Linked DNA regions of Gossypium hirsutum: all the other regions are linked to region 1. The links are chromatin contacts, called in public Hi-C maps. All regions are on one chromosome and are shown on one strand. Each heading gives the region's core, a stretch centred on a gene start, on an enhancer-like site or on the middle of the called end of the contact. The rest is flanking DNA. Distances are from core to core; before and after follow the strand shown.

Region 1 (3,080 bases), core at 140-2,639:
ATCGCATTTATTATAACATTATTGAGTAGAATTAACCATTCACAAACTTTAAATTGTGTTTATTTGGTATTTATATAGAAAATTCCTACCGAATTAGGTTTTAATTTTTGGTAAAAGTATCATATAGAAATTGTATTGAGTAAAAATATCATAAAGTCTATTGTATCAAGGGTTGAATTGTATTTTGTCTCTTATACTAAACAGAATGAGTAAATTAGTTCTGTTAAAAATTTTATCAATTTCTACTGTTTAAAAACTGATTAGTGTATGTTAACATGAGGTATACGTGGCATGTCATGCCTTATTGTCTGATTTTTTCATCAATCATGCCAGTTTTTAATGGTATAAATTGGTGAAATTTTTAAGAGAAATGACTAATTTATTTTTTTATCTAATATATAAAAATTAATTTACCATTTTTTAATAAGAAAACAAAATGCAATCTAAAAATTTTATCTCTAATGTTCATTCATCGTACCAAGTAACATTGGTTACAATTAGATGACAGAAGAAAGTGCAAAACAGCAAAGAGTAAACAAAATTTACCTCAGATGGACCAACTAACCAGTAGAAGAAAGGAACAGTGAGTGCAGCATTGAACTCTGCAGCCCACTTTGTTGGTGGAAACAATTTCCGAAACTGCATCCATAGCAGCAACAAGGTTACATGATAATTACTTTAAAACACAACTTACCGAACAGTTCCAATTTTTAAAACTATAATAAGTTGTTCACCTGAGCTGGTGCGCCGGGTGGGAGCATGGACAAGAGCACTTGTCGGACCACTTGTTGCTGCTGCAACCGAGACCTCCCTTGCATTACTCTCTTTGACACCTCAACAAAGCTCTCATAGTCATAGTCGAAAACCCCTTTCTTTGGTTCTGTTCCAGCTTTTGGTGCAGCCGCGAACTTCTCCATCTTGCGGGCGAAAAGACCCATAAATGCCTTGGCAAACAACCCATCGTTGTATTTAGTTTTTTGTCCCAATGGTGCTGGTTCTCCCGACGGCTCTGCAATACTACTCCGGATGACAATGTTGCTAAAGGTTCTTTGTTTACGTATTGGTAACTTTTGAGGGGAAATCAAATGTGTGGCTTGGAGGCCTAAAGCCACCATGGTTTTATGCTTTTAACTGCTGTTTGTTTGTTTGTTTTTTTTTTCCTCTCGAGAAAGCACACTCAAAAGCTCAGCCTGCCTGCCTGCTTGAAAGTTATCAAATCTGTTCATTAACAATTAATAAAAAAAGGTAAAGATTATGTGGTTGGCTGAGGTTGCATGGCCGCCATTGAATAATCGATGGCCATACGTATCATCACTGAGAGAAGATTAATAATTATTTCCTTTGTTGTCCTTGGGGTTCATATTCTAAATAATTTTAATATGTTGGTTACAATTAAATAAATGCATTTGCAAGGTTAAGAGTGAAATTTCCAAACAAAAAACAAGGATGGTCCCATTTGGAAGAAGGAATAGAGAAGTGGTCGGATATGTTTCTGAGGCTTAAAGAGATGCCACGCATTGGCTTTGCTGTTAACACGGTGTCTGGAATTTGTGAAGCCAAGCAAGCCAGCTACATTTATATTATTTGAACAAAATTAACCATTAATATAAGTTTTTGGAAAAAAATTTTGAATAGTAATTTTTAAAATATTTTTTAATCTAATTTTTAAAAAAGGAATAAAAATGTTTATTAAAAGTGATGAAGTAAAATAAAAATGCTTTTTAAATTGATTTTAGAAAAAAAAGTTTATGGAAAATTTTTTATTAAAAATTAAAAATTATTAAAATTAATATATATAAAAAAAGTTTTTAAATTAACTTTGTAAAATAATTAATGAGATTAAGAAATTTTTAACTCTTACCATATAAATTGATTTTGTAGAAAGCATTTTAGAAAATATTTAATAATATAAATGTATACATTTATAAGCAATATTATTTATCTATTTATTTTTAAAATGTTTAATAATATGAGTGTATATATTTAGGGCGAAAATAGATTTTGGTCCAATATAAGCGATACTATTAAACCGGATATTGACTCTATAAAAAATATTCTTTTTAACTCTCGAATAATATAAATGTATACATTTATAAAATCACTTTGTAAAATAATTAATAATGGGTCTTAATTGATATTATAAAATTATAATTAACGAGGTATTAAATAATAAGAGTTGTCACTTATCAAAATTATAACTAATTCACTTAATGGTATTTTTCTTCTTTGTTCTAAAATGTTACTATACATTATATATAATACTATATATATCTCACAGGTCGCGAATTAAAGCTCATGATTATTGCGCATAGAACGACTCATAGATGTCAACTTATTAAATGGGCTCATTTGATTCGCTTGAATTGGTCTGACTTGTGGAACATATAGAAAAATCCATCTACTTAGAATTAATGTAAAACTAGAGTTATCAGGGTAATTAATGTCAGATATGTACGTTAATATTAATTATTGAAATAAGATATATTACAATACTTAAGCCAAAGTTTTAATCCTTTTTCGAACCTTCTAAGTAATTCTTTTCTTTCTGAAAATATTGTACTTAACAAATGGACAAAGAAAAACTTAAATGAAAAATTAACATAAATAATTGTAAATTTTAAACTCACAATATGATTGTGTACAAATCAATCCAATTTAATAAATTTGTTTCGTATATTGTAAATAAGTGTACATTTGGGATTAAAACAAATTATACAAAAAATTACAAGATAACATAATCATCGGCATCTCGAATGTGTGCCACAATTGGGTGGGTGTTAGGCACACCTAGGGTTCCGTTGCACTATTTGGGTTGACAGCTCCTCATCTCCTTCGTCTTCATCTTCACGTGCATGTCGGGGTTGATAGCCATAATCATCTTCACATGTACGTCTCCAAAATTTGATCTTCGGGTTGAGTATATAAACATAAAAAATTAATAATTTAAACAACATAATAATTAACTATTTAAAATTAAATAATTTAATAAAATTTCTTACCATTTCTAATTGAACACCGGAGATATGCTTTTCATCCAAACGAATAAGTTGGTTTGCCATTTAAAAATCATAATGAACAAA
Region 2 (3,046 bases), core at 470-2,969, 170 kb after region 1:
AAGACACACGTACGATAGCATCGTCACCAGACATGTGTTGTTCATAATAATAATAATTTACTCGGCTGCTGTTTAAGATTTTTCCGCATCATCAACTTGAAAGATCTTTATGCGTGCTTCATAATTTTTTTTTTTTTTGCTTTCAGGTTGGGTCACTCACTTTCATGTACATGGCCATTAACTTCCCTGTTCATTTTCAATTGAAAAACCCTTTTAACTAAGTATTTTTGAGGTACTTATAATAAGAGTCAATTTATATTTTATTTTTTTATTTAAAAAAATGGATAATTTAATTTCTGTACATTAAATTAAGTAAATGAGAGTTTTTAAATTCTATCTATTTTTATTGTTAAAAATCGATTAATTATATCAACATGAAGTAAACATGACATATCTAATATAATTGTCTAATTATTTTATTAGCAACGTTAATTTTAATAATAAAAATAAATAAAAAATTTTAAATAAAAAATTAATTTATTTTTTGATTTAATGTAAAAATATTAATTTATTTATTTTTAATAGAAAAAGTTAAAAACAATTCAACTCCAATACAGACAGATAATTTCATAGTACTCTTGCCCTCTTTAATGCCACTTTAGCTTCGCACAACAAAAAGGGGCTGGAATATACTATTGATCGAAAAGGATGGCAACTTTGCTAGGTGTCTATGATATGGACTAAGCTTGGCCTAGGTTGTTCTAAGAAATGAACCACCACGCCAGCTGAATTGCGAGTGGGGCACGGGCTCCTCGAATCTCTGTTTTCCGTTATTTATGCTAGTGGCGGCGGACATTGATGTTTAACTCCTTAACTTTTCCTTTTGTTTTATTCATTTCCATTATAAAGTTAAATTTATTTTCTCATAATCACGTTAGATTATGATTAGATTTTTAAACAAAGGAACAACTTTCTTAAAATTACTTTTTATATCTATGAAATATTGGTTAAGAAAATATCCACATCTTTACGGCTCTTTCTTTGTGAAGTTAATAACTTTTTTTAATAATCAAACTATTCTTAATGTTGATTTTAAGATTATAAAATTTTAATCTCTTTGATAGCGGCTACTACACATGATTGTAGATTGAGTTATTTGTTAAAACTCGAGAGTTAGTTAAAATTTTGGAGATTTAGTTAAAATTATTAGGCCCAAAAATATATAAGTCAGATACAGATTCGAACATTCAAGACTTGAGTCCAATACAACTTATTTTATTTTAATTTAAAATATATTATATTATGTTATTTTTTATATATTGTGTAATTTATAACACATAAAATTAAATATATGATCATATATACTACAATAATGTAAAGATTAAAAAGTGATGAGATGTTTATATATAAAACTTTAGTAAAAGAAGATATATTAAATTAAAAAGTATACAAATATTTGTAAAAAAATTAAAAATAGTATGTGTAAGATTAAAATAAATTTGAGTTAATCATTTATAAATATAAGCAAAATTAAATAAAATTTCAAACTCATATTTTGAGTCGAGTAAAACTTAAATAAACATAAAATATAATAAAATCAAACTTAAATCCATCCTAACCTGACTCATGAACTTTTAATAAATACTTCTCTCAACAATATTATCTTTAAAACTTGAATTCAAAATTCAATATTATTACAATATTTCTAATAATCAACCTGACACATTAGCTGAGTTATTTTATTACTCCGCAAAAACCTCTATATAAACAGACCTCCCATTTCTTAGTTTAACACCAAAAACGGAAACCTTGATTCTTCAAATTCTATACAAACATTACCTCCCCCGCCCCACTTTCCTCCTTCATGGAAACCAAAACTGATTGTTTCTGGGTTTTGTTTCTTGCTTCCAAATGCAAAACTTTCTCTTCCTCAAACACCATTTTGCTTCTTCTTTCCCTTTGCATGGCTTGGTTGGCCATGGCCCTCTGGTTCTGGTTCTACCCTGGAGGCCCTGCTTGGGGTAAGTATTACAGGCGGCGCCAAAAAGGAACCACAAAAACCATTATTCCAGGGCCACGAGGGTTCCCGGTTCTCGGAAGCATGGACCTCATGATAAACCTGGCTCACCGCAAGCTTTGTTCTGCAGCCATATGTTTTAGTGCCAAGCGACTCATGGCCTTTAGCTTGGGTGATACACGGGTTATCATTACATGCAACCCTGATGTGGCCAAAGAGATACTCAACAGTTCTGTTTTTGCTGACCGTCCAATGAAACAATCAGCATACAGTCTAATGTTCAACAGAGCCATCGGTTTCGCTCCTTACGGTGTTTACTGGCGAACCCTAAGAAGAATTGCAGCGACGCATCTTTTTTCGCCTAAACAAATCATCTCCACCGCCTCACAGAGGCTTGATATCGCCTCCCAAATGGTGTCTATGATAGCAAGTCGCGGTGGGGAGTTCACTGTACGTGATATACTAAAGAAAGCGTCCCTTAACAACATGATGCGCTCGGTGTTTGGGTGTAATTATCAACTGAGTTCGTCAAATTGTGAAACCGAAGAACTGAGCCGGCTCGTTGAAGAAGGTTACGAGTTACTAGGGAAGCTCAATTGGTCTGATCATCTCCCATGGCTTGGTGGTTTGGACCTTCAAAAAATCCGGCATCGATGCTCGGGGCTTGTTCCCAAAGTGAACAAGTTGGTGAAAGGAATCATTGAAGAACATAAGCTCAAAAGCGGGGAAAGAAACCATGATTTCGTGGACGTTTTACTTTCTCTGAGTGGACCGGATAGGCTCTCCGACAACGACATGATTGCCGTTCTTTGGGTAAGCAACAAGGCTTTTGAGTTATTGCCTCTTGGAAATTAATTAACTAAAATTATTTTTAACTTATAGCACCATCTAAAAACAACTTTATAGTCATCCCCATCCAAATAAATTTAATCCTTATATCTTCCAACTTTTAAATTAAAACTTTAATCCCGCAACTCACTGTTGACTTTTATAATTTTTTTTTAAAAACTAATAATTTATTTTTCATTAAAGTAAATTTATTATTATGTAATAAAATTATAGTATTCAGTGTTTTTTATTGGTAGAGTG
Region 3 (3,080 bases), core at 329-2,828, 210 kb before region 1:
CTTGTTGCTTACGAGATGATACTTGACTCTTAATTGGGCATTCATGATTATGGAGTCGTTCTAATGAATTAGAATATCTTTTAGGTCTTAAAAGTTAAATAAATAGTTAATTTAAATGATAATTAAATAACTTAATAGAAATATAGTAATTAATATAAATTATTTGTATAATAATTAAATATAAATTAATTTTAAATTTTAAATTTTAAATAAAGATGTTTTTGATAACGATAACACGTTTCATGAAAAAAAAAGTAGAATGTAATAAACATTAATGGAATAGTAAAATCCGGAAACAAATTACACTATATAGTATAACATAAAACTTTAAGTTAATTTATATGTTATATAAGGATATTTTTACAATTATCGTGAGGTAGAAGGGTTCTTTTTGTTAACTGGATCTTCAAAACAAAATATATATTTTATAACCCTGAATTGGATCGAAACCTATATCGGTTAAGATTTCTTTTTTGTTTCCATTAATTCTAATAATAAAAAAATTAAACCTACGAAATTGTTAGTTGGTGGGTGTTTTCTTTTGAATAAAATTATTAATAATGCAAAAAAAGAAAAAAGAAAAAAAAAAAGAGAGGTTTTAGATTGACTCAAGGTCAAATATTCAAATTTGATATTTTTACTTTTGAGGGTTGAATGGGGGAGAATGTGGACGTTTCAAAGGGGGTGGGGTCACTGTTTCCTTTCCTCGCTACTACTTGTTGCTTGATGACGAAAGGAAGCGAGTAACGTGACAGATTGATGAATAAACTAATAATAATCTAAAACGACGGCGTTATAGAAAGAGTACATGTGGAGGTGGAGCCCCGCATAAACCCAACCACGTGTGAACTCCATTTCGGCAAAAGGGAGTGACGTGTACAGTGTTGGACCACCGAACCGCTCGCAGTTTGTCTGGGAAAAAGTACAGCAACAGGGTTACAAAGCATCAAGATCCAACACTTTGCACGTGTTTCACGTGGACCCCGCACTCCTCTGTGGCAGATTCCCCCCTCCCCCTAATTATTACTACTTCCTCAATTCAATTTAGATTTTGGTCCTTCAATTTTATTCGTTATGAAATTTTACCCTACGCAAGCAAATTTATGTTGGCATAAAATGTTTTAAAATTTTTACATTAATATATTTAATCAGGTGTTTACTATTTTTACTAATTAATAATATTATAAAAATATATAATTAAAGTATACAGATTAAAATTTAAAGTTAAGCATAATAGAGGGATTAAAACTGTTATTTGACCTACAAAAATAAATTAAATTAAATTAAATGTAAGAAAACGAGAGGAAAATAAAAAATAAAAAACCCTCAACCCAAATGTCTTTGGGGTTTATAACTCGAGCCAACCACCCTTTTGCCTGTTTCGAAGCAGCCAACGAAAGAGACGTAAAAAATAACACCGTTAACCCCAACCACACTCATCCCAATGTCCCCCATCATCCGTACCTAAAACGCCGTTGAGAAACGGCTTTCCACCGTTTGCCGTTAAAAAATGGTCTCGTCACGTTAATCCCCTGACTGTCTCAGTTAAATCCGGAACCAGAGTTCGTTAAATTAGCTTTACACACTCGATTTACAAAAAAAAAAAACGCTCCTTTGTTAGAAACCCAAAACAAAAAGAGAGAGAAAGTAAAAAAAAAAGAGGGAAAGAAGAATTGAGAACAAAGTCGCGTATCATAAGAGTCGAGCGTAGGATTTTAGGTTGATTCTCTCTGCTAACGGCGTTTCCTTTTTACAGAGCAGCGAAAAGCTATACTGAAAGCGAGGTGAACGACGGCAGATTTGTACGGTTAAAGCTGTTTTCCGTTACGGTATTGGATCTCGCGACGGTTACGATAGGGAGGGAGGAAAAATAGTGTGAGGGAGGTGTAGATTTTTTTGTCAGGAATTCGAGCAGTTTCGTAATTATTTGGCTTTTATTGTGGTGCTAAAGAGTGTAAAATAAGGTTTATTAGAGCGTTTTTGGAGGATTTAGCTTCTCTCTTTGGAGGTTTTTTGTTCCAAATTTGTTGCTGTTGCTCGTTGTTGACTTGAAGAGTCGGAGAGGGTTCAATAATGTCGAATCGGGGAGGGGTGTTTTCACAGACAAATAATGTTTCCTCCGAAGGTAAACGAAATAAAAGAATTCATACAGATTGAACGTTGATTCTATATTTTTCTTTAAATTGTTTTTATTTTTCTTTGATTTTTTGGAAAATTTTTGAAACCTTTTTTTTCTTCACTTTCTTTTTTGAGTTAAAGGAAATGGAGGAGATGATCTATACATGGAGTTATGGAAGTTATGTGCGGGACCCCTGGTTGAGGCTCCTCGAGCTAGAGAGAGAGTCTATTATTTTCCTCAAGGACATATGGAACAGGTAAAGCCTCTTTTCGTTTTTCGTTTTTTTTTTCATTTTTGTGTCGAACATATTCCTGTTTGGTTTTATTTGGAATTATCTCCTTTTATAGAAATGGTTATTTTCGGGTTATTGATTGGGATTTTGCTGTTTTGGCGAGGGATTGTTTTAGTTGGAAGCGTCGACGAATCAGGAGTTGAATCAGAGGATTCCTTTGTTTAATCTTCCATCGAAGATACTTTGCAGTGTTGTTCACATTCAGTTTCTGGTAATTTTCTCTTTCTGGTTTTTTATTTGACTTTGCATAGGCCACGGTAATCTCTAGTTGTGTTTTGGACTTCTGATTGCTTAAAAAACGGAGAGGAAAAAGGAAGTGAGTAATATGTTTAGAGGTTACCAGTTTTTCTATTGTTTTGATCTTGAAAAGATTGTAAAACCTTGAATTTTGAATAAATAGTTTCTTTTTTCTGAGAAATTGGTTTCACTGGCTCAATAAATTGGGGTTTCAGTCAGATCGTAAGTCATGTGGACCTGGTGGACCATTATAGTATTCTATCAACATGATTGATTTGGGAATAACTTTTTATGCACTTATTGTTACAATGTTTGTAGGCTGAACAAGAAACAGATGAAGTTTATGCACAAATAACTTTGATGCCGGAGCCAAATGTAAGAACCAATTTTATTTGTTTCTGATTTGAAAATCTTCCAGTATTAGAATGCAGG

The links. Hi-C and Micro-C count contacts between places; a contact is called where the count stands out from the background.
Region 2: a Hi-C map of leaf shows a contact between it and region 1, with 2.1 times the contacts expected there. The contact joins the promoter of LOC107946996 here to the promoter of LOC107950780 in region 1. A contact is called at or near these places in 4 of 34 Hi-C or Micro-C datasets (all in leaf).
Region 3: a contact with region 1 is called in a Hi-C map of leaf, with 1.7 times the contacts expected there. The contact joins the promoter of LOC107950773 here to the promoter of LOC107950780 in region 1. A contact is called at or near these places in 2 of 34 Hi-C or Micro-C datasets (both in leaf).

What each region holds. Positions count from the first base shown.
Region 1 is chrD03:34,650,958-34,654,037 of Gossypium_hirsutum_v2.1, forward strand. LOC107950780 (beta-carotene isomerase D27, chloroplastic) reads right to left here and starts at 1,390. Exons shown (of 6, transcript XM_016885739.2): 1 at 735-1,390; 2 at 547-639. The coding sequence starts at 1,115. LOC107950781 (a long non-coding RNA gene) reads right to left here. Exons shown (of 2, transcript XR_001698205.2): 1 at 3,000-3,080; 2 at 2,655-2,906.
Region 2 is chrD03:34,820,569-34,823,614 of Gossypium_hirsutum_v2.1, forward strand. LOC107946996 (cytochrome P450 78A9) reads left to right here and starts at 1,720. Exons shown (of 2, transcript XM_016881517.2): 1 at 1,720-2,770. The coding sequence starts at 1,805.
Region 3 is chrD03:34,444,022-34,447,101 of Gossypium_hirsutum_v2.1, forward strand. It overlaps LOC107950773 (auxin response factor 9), which reads left to right and starts at 1,579. Exons shown (of 14, transcript XM_016885733.2): 1 at 1,579-2,125; 2 at 2,254-2,375; 3 at 2,527-2,622; 4 at 2,967-3,023. The coding sequence starts at 2,074.